Regions from separate parts of the Dromaius novaehollandiae genome. Here region 1 is linked to region 2. A link is a contact called in public Hi-C data. All regions are on one chromosome and are shown on one strand. The core of a region is the stretch at or near the end of the contact, and the rest is flanking DNA. Distances in the headings are between cores, read along the strand shown. Region 1 overlaps GNAS (GNAS complex locus). Region 2 overlaps GNAS (GNAS complex locus).

Evidence for each region. Hi-C and Micro-C count contacts between places; a contact is called where the count stands out from the background.
Region 1: a Hi-C map of ovary shows a contact between it and region 2, with 1.9 times the contacts expected there. The contact joins two enhancer-like sites. A contact is called at or near these places in 3 of 4 Hi-C or Micro-C datasets (brain, liver and ovary).

The regions. Positions count from the first base shown.
Region 1 is chr16:16,398,299-16,404,639 of bDroNov1.hap1, forward strand. The region is part of intron 5 of GNAS (GNAS complex locus); the gene reads left to right. LOC135330131 (a long non-coding RNA gene) reads right to left here. Exons shown (of 2, transcript XR_010391942.1): 2 at 5,367-5,825. Among named protein-coding and RNA genes, the nearest start is that of NELFCD, 27 kb to the right of the region's middle. Within about 2 kb of position 2,808, at least 2 of the 2 cell types and tissues checked have open chromatin away from gene starts, as enhancers often do.
Region 2 is chr16:16,315,827-16,322,395 of bDroNov1.hap1, forward strand. It overlaps GNAS (GNAS complex locus), which reads left to right. Exons shown (of 12, transcript XM_064521578.1): 2 at 3,211-3,283. Among named protein-coding and RNA genes, the nearest start is that of GNAS, 70 kb to the left of the region's middle. Within about 2 kb of position 1,730, at least 2 of the 2 cell types and tissues checked have open chromatin away from gene starts, as enhancers often do.

The DNA of each region.
Region 1 (6,341 bases), core at 1,558-4,057, 84 kb after region 2:
GTCCCGTTCCACGCTCATTCTGCTGCCAGTAATACACAGATTGTTTAAAGATGGGTGCTATTTTGACTTCTGATTAATTCGGCTCTTGTTATATTTTAAACAAATAGGGATAAGAAAATACGAAGACAAGCAAACATTTAAATTGTGGAGGAGAAGAGATAGCGTGCCCGTATCTAAGGGAATATACTTGATAGTGGTTTGCAAGAAACAGGATCATGAGTAAGGTCTGAGGCTCTCATTCGTTTGGCCTGCCAAGATTCAGGCAGAAAAGCTGGAGAAAAGGGGCAGAAAGGGAAGTGAAATGAAAAATTCCGTAATATGAATGGTTAATTGTGTCTCGTTTTTTCATGTTTTTCTTCTTCTTTTGCTGCCTATTAAAAAAAAAAAAAAAGAAAGAAGAAGAGTTGAATAGGGGTTGTGCCGTGTTCCTCCCCGCTCACTAACAGCATTCCCGCCTCAGGCTTGCCCTGGGATCGAATCACGACATAGTGATCTCATTCGTACCGTTACCTCTCGTTTCTGTACCAGCCTTGGCCTTGGATCAGCTGAAGCTTCCTACCAGCAGGGCGAAGTAATTTTCTGGGGCGGGGTGAGGGGCTGTTCTGGAGTTATTTGACATATACAGGCTTGTATGGCGGAGTGAGCCTTGGAGGCATGCACTAGTAAGTTGTTTTTAATCACTCTGTTTTGGTAGTTGTGCGAAAATACCTTTTTACAAGTTTGAAAGGTATGAGTGAAGGCAGCTGGAAAAGCCTTAAGTGTTTGGGGCTTGTTTAGTTTATGGGCGGGGGGAAAGCCACGTGGAACGGGTTTAATTTGAAAACTAGTGATCAAGCCCGGCCACAGACAAATGGCTATAACGCTGGGGATAAAACGTGCCCCAGGTTAGTGGAAAGCAAAAAGGAGCAGCGAACGCTGTGCTCGGGGAGGTGTGGGAGTAGGCAAGACACCGCCGCCGCGGCAGCCGCAGCGCGTCGGGTGCAGGAGCTCGTGGCAGGAGGAGCCGGCGGGCGTCATCCTGCGCCGAGTCCCGAGGCGCTGTCGAAGGTCCGGCGTCGGGGCCGGGCGGCAGCTGCGCCTGGGCTGCCTGCTCGTGTTCTCGCGCGTTTCCAGCCCCCTCCCACTCGCGTTTCTCCTGTACAGAGCCAAAAAGTTTGTAGATTATATGAGTGGGAGAGAGCTATCTCCTAATAATTTCTTTCTTAGAAAGAAACAAGTATTTCTTTTCTTTTTTTTAATATAACCTAATCAAAGCTTGCAGTTGGTTATGGGCTACTAACTTGGAGTATTTTTGCGAAAACAAATCTGAGTTACGTTACATTACATGTTATAAAGTACACTTTCCAAAAGATTTCTGTGAAAATTGCTGTTTTCTAAAATATACATTGTTTCAAGGGCCAATGAGCAAAACTGCATGTGGTAGAAGGAAGGGGGAAGGGAAGGGAAGTTCACGTATAGATTTAAGCCTGGATGGAATTTACTCCACAATTTTTAGAAATGAAAATATCCATGTAGGGCCCTAAAGGAATCCTGTGGGCTGATGGTGCAGTTTGTGTTGAATACATGCACTCGTGTCTGTATGGCATACGGAAGATATTTTGCTGTGGCTTAAATGCTTATTATAGTTGCAGTATTTTGATTACCATCTGTAGCCTCTATTGGTTTTTGATAGAGTTACTAAGATTTCATATTTTGAGAGCTGTGTCGGTTGTGTTGTATCACACTGACTACTATTTCCAGTGTCTGCAAAATAGCTGAGTCTTACAACTTCAGTCTTATTCCTGAACTGTTGCTTTCCTGTGCTGTTGAAAATATTGAATCTCCTGATTATACAAATGCCTACTGTTGGGTAATATTGACAAATACACTGAATAACATTTTTGACATAACATTCTGTTCCCACACAGATGATTTGGATGTAATTGAATGGGTTGATCAAGAGTCTGTGCTAAAAATACGACATTTTCTCACCCACTAAGTGCAAGAAAACGCTCGCTTAAAAGGCAGTTTTGTCAGGCAGAGCTGCCGAGAAGTGGGCTGGGTCACGCAGCGACTTACTGATTCTGCCTTGCGCCTCTGAAAGCGCAGTTCAGGTTTGCCGCGAGCTGCAGCCACGGCCCCTTCGTGCTGGTCGCGTCGTCCGCAGCCCTATTTCTGGCCCGCGCGAGGGTGCGTGGTCGGAGCGAGGGCTCCGCGCGAGCGCCGGGGCAGCGCGGCTGCAGCCTGCGAGGGGGCCGAGCCGGGCGAGGAGCCTCGCGCGGGACCGGACCCTCGCAGGCACCGGGGAGCCTGCGAATGATTTTAACTGGAGCAAAGCGCTCCGGCCCTTTGAGGATCCGCTCCGGGGCGTCACGCAGGCTAGCATAAGCACTTAAATATGTTGAAGCCAAAAATCTACAGAAATAGTTAGAGGGGGAATTTTGAAGATTGTTTTTCTTTTCTTTCTCCTGATTTTAATGGTCTCGTGGGCAAGACACTGTATTGTTACAGTTTCCAAAGCGGTACGGTTTTGCCGCAGACCAGGGGAAAAGAATGAAAGATAGGCAGTAGAGAAGGCCTGAACGTTTAGCACGCAGTAAAGTAACTTTTCTACTTTTCTGCATCTACTATCAAATAAATCTTGTGCTAACGAGCAGCCAGACTCGTTTCTCTGCCTGCTGCTGGTTTCTGCGTCCGAGCGGAGATGCATTGTACCTTTCCAGCCTTTGAAACGGCCTGTGCCTATTTTTATTTGTCGAGCTGGGGCTGGGCTGGCCCCATTCCAGATGTGTCTCACAAGATTTGGTGCTGATGAGCTATTTATAGAACTGTGGTTCCATTGTCATGGCAACCGTGCTAGAGGCCAAGGCGGCTGGGAGCTATTTCTGGACTTGTGCTGTAATGTAAAACTGATTGGGAAAGTTAGTGCATCCTCTAAGCCAGACTAACTTTAGACAGGCAGAGAGAAAAAAGAGACAACTACGATTCCTTTAAATAGATTTTTTTCCTTTTCTCCTACCTTTTCCCCGTTTGCTCTTTTCAGTCGCTGGCAGTTTTTGAAAGGCTGCGTTACGGTCTGTTGTCTTTGCTTAAAATTCATTCAGGTCTCGTGGCCTCCTGTAGGATTGCACTTTTTAATTATGCAGTTTAGGCAGCAATGTGCGTAGCCAGCCCTGTTTTTAGGGCAAGGTTTGTATTTCACGGCAACACAAAAAGAAGGGGGCTTTTCTGGGCGGTTGGTCGGTTACGTTTAGGGGTTTTTGCAAGAGCTGCAGTTCTTTATACCCCGTAGTTTTAATATTCTATTTTTTTGTGTGTGCTTCATGTACTCCACACCATATAAGGAACTGTAACCTTGATTACCACAAGATGATTCCAAATATATGGAGTCATACTTTTCAGCTTTCTCATTATTTGCTTCAAAATTAGACCAATGGTGCCCCTCCGCCTCCAAGTGGCTGGAATGCTCCGAGGTTCGCCCGTAATTAGAGCTGAGGCCGCTCTCAAAATCACTTTCTGTGATAGGTACCCATTGAGATTACATATAACTAAATTCTGAGCTTTAGGTTTTTAAAAATCTCCTTTTGTGCGACTTTCCCTCTAGAAGGAAATCATAATAGCCAGTTGACTTGCAACTGGGAATTAAGAAATATTTCCAACTTCTTGGGGAGGTTTTCTAAATAGTTGTCTTTTAGTTTATTTCTGTTCGAGTTTTATACTACTTACTAAAGTTCATCTCCAACATAACTGTTTTTGAATGATTGTCTTATATGTCTGAGAACTGACTTGCAGGATTTCATTACAGGAGCAACATATGCGAGGTGTTTTTACGTGCAATACAGTGCTCATACTTATACCAAGAATATTTGTTACATACTGTCTGTATGTGCCTTTCTCTAAAGGTATTTTCTATCATAATTTTCTTTGTGAAGTAATTAAAGTAACTGCAAAGGTTATGATAATTTTTTTTCTTTCCTTATCTAGTTTGGTTTAGGAAAAAAGAGCTGTGTTTTTTTGAGTATTTTTAATTATCTGGTAACATTTGTAGCACATCATCTATCACCACTTGAACAGTAAAAATCCCAGCTTTGCAAATGATAGAAAATGTAAGCGTATCTTTTAAAAACAAATCAAAAACTCTACCCACATCCTTTTATTTTTTTACTGCATTTTGAGAAAATACATGACAAGCTTGGATTCATATACTGCCTTGTTTGCACCATGCCATAAATACTAGCAGATCGAATGTTTGCTTATTTGGTTGCATTGTTCCTGTAACTTTGCCTGCTTTTCTGCTTCCCTTAAAAAATAAACTAGTTGGAATACAAAATAAATCTTTATCAGCAGTTTAAGGAGGAGGATTCTCTCTCTCCTCAGTCTGCTGCTTGCTCCCAAGAATAGCAGAAACAGGCAGAATTGAGGGACGGTCGACGTGTACGTGCATGCTCGCAACTGAAAATAAACCCTGTGCCCTGGATTTGTTGTCAGCATATTGACCTGCATGGGAAGCCATGGTTTGGACACTATACAACGGACCTGACTTTTCAGGGTTTGGAAACCTCTTCTGTGTTACCTTTCTTTTTTTTTTTAATTGCATTAAAGTTACAGGACATGCATCATGTATTTCTCAGCTTGAATACCCCTTTAAAGAGACTGTTAGATTTCTGCGCTTCTATCTGTGACTTTGTAGCTTCAGCATAGATAAAGTAGATGAAGAAACAATTTAGCAAATAGTTAACTGTTTTGCTCTTTAGAGAGCTGTTTCTGAATAACATTAAAGATTATGGCATGGACTAAAAAGGGAGTAAAGTAGAAGTAAAGCATGATCTGTTCTGAGAAATAAAAGAATTGCATTGTTGTTTATAAACAGTATTAATGCTGAGTTAAATTTCAGCTTAAAACTACTTTAGGGAGCTTTCAGCCCAGTTTTGTAGTCCCCGATCGTCTATAAATAAATAAATAAATCTGCTGGACATTTGCACAATTTGTTCTCTAGGAAGATCAGTAAACAAAAAATTAATTTATTTTCAGACATAGAAGCCTGAATTGTGAGGGCTGCTTTAAAGGTGATCAGGGTGAATACAGCCGCGCTGACTTCTCAGTAATATCTTGATAAAGCACATGACTCAGAGGAAATGAAAATTCCATTTCTACTGACTCAAGGGACATTGGGCAATTAATTTACTCCTTGTGTGCCTTGATTTTCCTACCTTTAAAATAGGGTTAAAGTGAGGTGTGCGTTTCAGGATGTGATGGTAGAGACAGGAAATGCAGCATGAATGAAGGGAGGCAGGAGCTGCGAGCATGATTTACTGTCTGTAAAATACCTCGAGGCTTTCGGAGGGAAGAAACTTCACTGATACAGAGTTCCAGCACTACTGGTGAGGGAAATTTTAATAAATGTTTTATTTAGAATTGGGACTGAAAATTTTAATGGCTTGACATGCAGTGTCGTACTGATACTAAAGATGAGGTCTTAATATGTCATTATGAGAGGCTTTTTGCATACAAATTCAGGTTATGGCTTGACAGAAAAAGAAAATCTGATGGAAATAAAACTCTTCAAGTATAGATGTGTTGTCTGTTTGAAGAAACCTTTCCAGTGTTATCCCAGATTCAAAACAAAAGCTGCTCTTGAGAGAGAGCAAAAATTTTTCCTGCCTGTCAACCATTTCATCAGATCACAATGACTACAGTTAAAAAGCCTGGCAAGTTACCCCATTTCTTTAGCAGGGAAAGTAATAATGGAAGTGGCAGTCTTTTTCTGGTGGTGGCGGTGTCCAGTTCTTCTCAAAATGGTGAAGTTATGTTGTTTCCTGAGCTGGGGGTTTTCATCTGTTATGTACCTTTTCAGTGGGAAAAAAATGAGTGGAGACTGTAGTTCTTAGTCTTGTAGCATCACTGTTGGTTCACTAAACTCCCCCCAAATGTGAATTTATCAATATAAGAATTTAATTCTCTCTGTATGAACTCTTAAACTTCTGAAAGAATTGACAATTTGCATATGTCTTGATCTGAAAATTGGGACATGGTAATAGGCTTGTTAAAAATTTGGGAAGGAAGGGGAATATGTGTACGACTTAATTACTTCGTCCTAGTAGGAGTAAAAGAGAGCTTTTGTGTATGTGTCCATATGAGGTCTGCCTTCTGAGTGCACCCCCTAAAAAATTAAAGATACTTGATACTTCATAAAGATCTGTGTAAAACATTTCACATGTGTTTTTCCTTCCCTGAGTTGAGGAAGGGGCCCTGAAAATAAAGTATGATTTTATTTCAAATCTTATTTTTTTATTCATACCTTGCATTTTAATATCGCAGGGACACATCTGCTGCTGTCCTGGGGATGCTGCTTCTCAAGTTTT
Region 2 (6,569 bases), core at 480-2,979:
CCCGTCGCGGGTGGGATCCCGGGAGAGGCGGCGGGAGGAAGCGGGGACTCGGCGGGGGAAGCGCGGGGGACGCCGGTGCTGCCGGGGGGCCGCGGCCGTGAGCGCCGGGAGCGGAGCGGGGCGGCGCGGGCCCGGGCCCCTCCGCCTGCCGCGGCCGCGCTCGGCCGTGCGGCTCCGCGGACGGGCGCAGCGGGGGGGGGGGGGGGGGGGGCGCGGGCGGCTCGGTCCTTGCGCTGTTTTAACGGGGCATTTGGGCGACCCGCACGTGTCGCGTCGCCCACTAGGTACATTGAGAAACGCGGATTATGGTGTAAAGGAAGGGGAAGGTCCAAAAATTATCATCAAAGAGCGAGCAAGAAAACGCTTGTCAGACTGATTATTTAAAAAAAAAATTGAAATAGATTTTAAATAACGTGCACTTAGGAGCCCTTAGCTGTTTTGGTGTCTCTGAGGGGCTCTGCTTGTGAGCGTCATGCGGGATTTTTGTTGTGGAAGGGAGGTTAGGCCTCAGCGATCGGACCCGGTCTTGGTGTGAAACAACAGTAATTTTTTTTAAAAAAAGGGGTGTTAAAGGGTGTGGATTTAGAAGCGTGCTCTTCCTGGTAAAATCTTCTAAGTGCTAATTTAAGAAAGAGGCTTAACGTAAATGGAGAAATAACTAGGGCTGTAGCAATACTTGCAGCAGTGAAAAGTCTTCCACTCTTCCAGCAGAGATCTGAGAGAACAACTTGGATTTCAGCTCTTGGGGAAATTGGCCTACCAGATTTCAGGCTAAACGCTGTGTATACACATGGACATTATATACCGTCAGATTGCTTATTTTATTAAGAGGTGGAATTTCAAAAACAGAAAGCTGGTGGTTTTAAGTGGGCTTTCTTTTTTTTTTCTTTCTTTTTTTAGTTTTGGTAACTGCAGATTAGTTCAGATACTCATAAATAAAAATTGTGGGTATTTAATGATGGCTGTAAGGCCGTCTCCGTGTGCATGTTTGCATGTGATAGTTGTAGTGCTGTGGTTTCTAACAGGAGCTGTCTTGCTCTGCAGAAAATCCAGAACATAAACTTAATGGTGAAAAATAAAAAACCTCATGCCTCTATTGTTATGTTATGTGTACTTACTTTATAAAACCCGTGAAATAAAAAGCAAGTGCTTTGGAAATAGCAAGTATTAATATTTCCACATCATATTCAAATAACAAGAGCAGCTAAATAATTTTCTGACAGATCTGCAATACTGTTTGTAGGCCCCGCTCTAATTATCGTATTCCTGCTTCCCTTTGCTGCTGTGAGTAGTCTCACCGAAACTGATGGAACTATCCTTGGTGGTGAAGCTAAATGTATGCATAATTGTCCGTAAGAGCAGGGCCCTAACGGGTGGCCAGATATAGAAATAGACTTGTTCTGAAATTTGTATATAATACTTAATTTTGGTTCGCTGATGCTGTATCAGATCCAGAGCACCCGCGTGTGTCCATGCCAAACTGTATACGTTTCTAGTAGAAGCAACAACAAATCCCCCTGGTTTTGGACTAAGTAAAGATTTTGGCTTCCAGTGCTTTTATTTATAAGATATAATTTAGCATTGCAGCTGAAATGTCATTGTTACTCTGAAAGAAAGTATCCTAGTTTAGCATATACTACTGTTGCTGGATAATTGTGGGTTGTGAGAGGACCCCGTCTCTGGCTCAGCTGGAGGTGTTCGTGCGCTCGATTGGTGTTGCTGCCTGTCGCTCTCGCATGGTGCAGTGTGCCGGAGGGGAGGGGACGAGACGAGACGAGACGCGGTGTGTACATTATAACGTAGCAGGTTAGGAGGGAAATGGTGCTTGCATGCAGAGTTGTAGATAAAAACTGCGCTTTCTGTGCTTGCAAACATCTGTCAACAAAAAGGAGCGAAAAAGGCCTGGTGTTAAGGCAGCAAAACATGCAAACAGGTTTTCTGGAGAGAAGAACAGGACTGCGAGGAATTTGTGAGGGAGAAGGAGGGGAAGGGGGAAAGCAGAGGAGAGCATGGCTGTCAGAAAGCAAACTTTGAAATATTCCTGCTAAAATATAGTTTTGCACACGAGGCTCAAAATGGAGGCTGGTGCTGTCAGTGTGTGCTAGGAGAGGCCTGGCATCCTATAAATACAGGCTGTACCTCGCTGCCCGATCTGCCACACACATACATTTTCTCTTGCTGAAACACAGTCTAATGAGAGGAATAAGCGAGTAGCCGGGAGATGCTGAAGCGAATCTTCCTAGGTTTTCCCATGCTATGATACAGCTCTTGCAAAAAAAAAAAAAAAAAAATGTTTGCTTTATATAGAAAGCTCCTGATCTGGCAGCGTGGAGCAGCTCAATTAAATGCTGTTGTTCAAGCCTTTTTAGCATGCGTGGAAAATGGGTACTACAGGCAGATGGGTGGCCCCGTGCAGGGTCCCTGCAGTACAGCACGCAGAAATAGAGTCCGTCTGCTTGTGGAAACTTGAGTAAAGTGGAGGGGTTTTAGCCGTTCATTTGTTTTGTGCTTTTGGTACAGGAGAGGCTGGGGGGAGAGCGGCGGGGGGCTGTTTGGAGCATGCGGCCGCAAGAGGTGGTCTCTGCATCTCGTTGGGTGCGTGATTGGGTTGGACCATGTGGAGAGGATGGGAGGTTGCGCCCAGGCACGAATTAGAGAAACAGGCTTTGGGAGCTTTGTGGGTGGAGGCTTGAAGGGGTTGCCTGCCTTTCTCCGAGGCTGGTATCCATATATTTTACTTCATGTCATTTAAGTTGCAGTCTTTTGACTGGGTGATGATAACTGCAGGCAAACTTCAAATGTTTTAAGGATCTAGCAAAAATGCTTCTACTTAATATGGACTCCGTTTAGGCTTTCTCTGCACCAGAAAGTGGTGACAACATAAGCAGATTCTGTTATTCCCTATCTTGTCCTCTATAAAATATTTAAGTTGTCCTTTTTTCTTCCAAGCCTTGCAGTCTGCTTTTAACGTTGACACTGGAAAAATGGACAGTGAAATGATCCAAGATTCAGATCTGACACATGACTTGAGCTGGGCATTTATTTTTAGCTCCAACTGAAGTTTCCAGTGACAATTATTTCTTTTTCTTTCACTTTTCACTCTTGCGCTGAGGAAATCAGCTTTCTGGATTTTACCCTGAAGAAAAAACTCTAGCATGTCCCTTCATCAGTCATGCTTCCTTCTGAAATTGATTTACTTTCATTTTCTAGGTGCTGGTGAATCCGGTAAAAGCACAATAGTCAAACAGATGAGGATCTTGCATGTGAATGGATTTAATGCTGAGTAAGTGCATTTGTTTTTTTTTTCACTTTACAACCTACCTTACATGTGTGTGCCACACAGTAGCCTTTGGTTTTGTTTTGTATCTTGGCATGTTTTCTTCTTGCTGCTGTTTCACGATCTCTAGAATTTGGATGTGTATTTTTAGATGAGATTAATAGATAATAACTTGAAGTCATGCACCAATAATAAATAAGAGCTAATGGTATAAAATGGTTTATATCAAGGTTCTGTATATCCAACTTGATTAAGGCTTAAGTATTTTTTTTTTTACTGCAGTTTCTTTCACAACATGGCTGACACTGATTTACCTCTGCTATAGCACATTGGTTCATACTGCTGTAAACATGCCTCCTGTTAGTGTACAAAATGAATGCAATTTTCTTTATTTAGAGCAAACAAGGCTTTTGTTTTTGTATCTTCACAAAATAAGGCTGTAAAAGGAAGCTTTGGGGTAATAGGTCAGATTTTCTTCTTTCTTCTGTTGTGTTTGCTTGTCCAGATGATTGTGTTAAATTATGTCCCTAAGAGCTTTTCTTGTTTACACTTAAAATCTGTTCAATTGTTTGATAGTCGTGAGGAGGGAATGGCATTAAGCTAGAGAAAATGGAAATCCATTTTTTGTCTGAGGAAGATTTGTGTTTGCTAACTTTTCATCTAACCTTGCTAGGGAGTGGGAAGAGATTCTTCTGGATGTTGGTTTATGTTTGCAAGCTGTCTTTGTATATGAATATACCAAAACCTGCTAGGCTAATTCTGATTGAATTCCTAGGTATTGGAATTTCAAAGCTTATTCTGCATTTGTGTTTAACAATTTTAGATATACTGTTTTCATCTTTTTTGTTTTCAAACATAATAATTTTGTATTACCATATTTTAGCTTCTAGTCAGTATCATTTATTTTGAAAATCCTGTGTTTTTGGGAAGATTAGTTAGGCTTTCACTACTCTTTCAGTAGTTAATTCTTTAGTAAGAATGTCTGAGCTAAATGTTTAGCCAAAGAGCCTGGACAATACTTCCTCCTAATCCCCAAACGCTAGTTCAGGATAAGGTACACAGTCTTTTGGAAGAAAGTTCAGACTGATTCATAATAAATTACATTCTGCGCTACATGTTTTTAGCTCCTCTGTTTAGGGAATATTTTCTTTATCCTAGACAATTCCTTTTTTTCCTAAGTGCCCAATCCTGCATCCCTCTACTCAGACAAGTTGTTTTCCTTTATTTTGACTGCTCGTGTTAGTAAAGACCTCTTAAAAGACTTTAATGGCTTAAAAGTTTTGCAGGATCTGGCTTAGCACCTAATAATTAGAGCTGGTATGGCTAAGTGAAACGTTCATTGATAGAAGCAGAAGCCGGGGATCCCTGGCACCTTTCAAAAAGCCATCCATATTACCAACCCAGTTCTCCCAAGCTTTCTAAACAGATGCTGTTAAAGAGACGATGTTGGTCAGTAATCATTGGTATATTACAGGGGTGTATAACCTTCCCAACCCTGCAAGCTGCATACCAACATCAGTGCGAAACTGAGAGCCCAAAGGTCCCCTGGGCAAAGCCGGGGAGGGCTGGGGACTGGCTCTGGGAGCGGGGCTGAGGTCGGCCGCAGCAGTGGGTTCCTCGAGGCTCTCACTGCCCTGCGGCGGGCTGGGGCTGAGCGGCGCATGCAGCTGGATAGCAGGGCAAATTCAGCCTCGGCAGCCTCCGCCAGCTTCTCCCCTCTCGCCGCGAGGGATCTGGATTCCCCGGCGGCCCCGGTGCCAGCACAGCCCTGCTGCCAGTCACAGAGCGTGCCCGCTCGCGGGGCTGGGGAGCTGCGCGGCTCCGGGACCACGCTCCTCCGCCCCCCGCATGCTGCCTTGCAGTCCTTTCTGCCCGTCCTTCTGCTTTCCTTTGTAGCATGTACTGGTACATCAAAATCAGGACGCACCAAAAAGCAGCGTATAGAATATGTACAAGAAATGTGTTGTAAGGCATCTAGTTTTAACTTTTTGTTGCCAGAAATGATCAGTAAATCATAACATAGGCTTTACATGGGGGGAGAAGGGGAAGGCTGTTTTTCAGTGTTTTGAAGATCTTGCAAGCTACTTGCTAGTCCTTAAATGACTTGCATTTTTCTTCCAAAGTAACTAATGGCTCCATACATTATCCTGCTTTCCCTTATGTCCTTTTTTGCCCAATTCTTTCCCTCTCTGCCTTCCTTCCTTCATAGAAAGATGATGTGGGATTCGGCTAACAAGAGTATGGAGGGGTTTTTTGGAAGGGTAAGAAAAGTAAGGCATTACCTCTCTTAATGTCCCTATGAGTCCTAGAACTAGTCAAACGTAACCATGTTTGCACATAGCACCGAGCTTGATGGGATGAGCGACAGCAGGGCGGTTGTGAACACTGTAGTATTCTGGAGATGAAGAGGCATTCTTCAACATTAGTCTCCAGGTACATAAATGTAGGTTCAAATTATTTCCATTGATGCAGCTTAGTCATGTGGCTTGACAGAAATGCAGTTCTAAGTCCCGTCTAAAACGTGGTTGCCGTTAATTTGGTTGCCCTGTGAGAATTGATGTTTGAAGCAGAAAGAGAAATACCTGTTAGGAAAGATGTTCACTGTGCTAAAGATGAGAGAATCAAAAGTTTTTCCGTCGTGTTACTCAAATACTCTTTTTAATTTCTGGTGACTAAACAGGATATCCAGTGCTAAAAGCACTAACTTCCTTCAGTGAGCGTGGGGATTTTTTATTTGTTTGTTTTTAGGAGTCTGCCTCTAAATAGATGAAGGGACAGTTGTCATGTGCATTTAGCTAAATTGGCCTTGGGTCGGGAGTGCAGCAGTTAACACGGTGAGACCTGTGGAGTCGTACAAAACCGGGAGCGTTTCCTTTGGGATTCCAGTGCTTGATTGTTTTAGCTAATTAGTTATTTGAGGAACTGTATGGAATCAAGTGTTCCAGGTAATTAATGTGCTTAATAGTTAACAACGTTGAGGTGAATTTGAAGGTGGTTAAAGTTTTAGCCAAGTTAACTACAGTAAAGGCTGTTACAAAAAAAAAAAAAAATTCGGCATTCCTTTTATAATCTGTAGTCGAGCTGGAGACAGAAATATTTTTTGTTCCTGTTGTGAAGGTGGCGTGTGGGAAGCGGCAGCGCTGTGGCATTGGTGAGCGGAGGGGGATAGTGGAGAAGCAAGGCGTTTTCTACAGCACCCGTTTTTCTGGACGGGGTTTGTGGAAGCGCTTAGCCAGCTCCCGGCACTCGCAGGAAGGCTTACGTTGGCCGTGCTATCAACTGGCATAGTCCT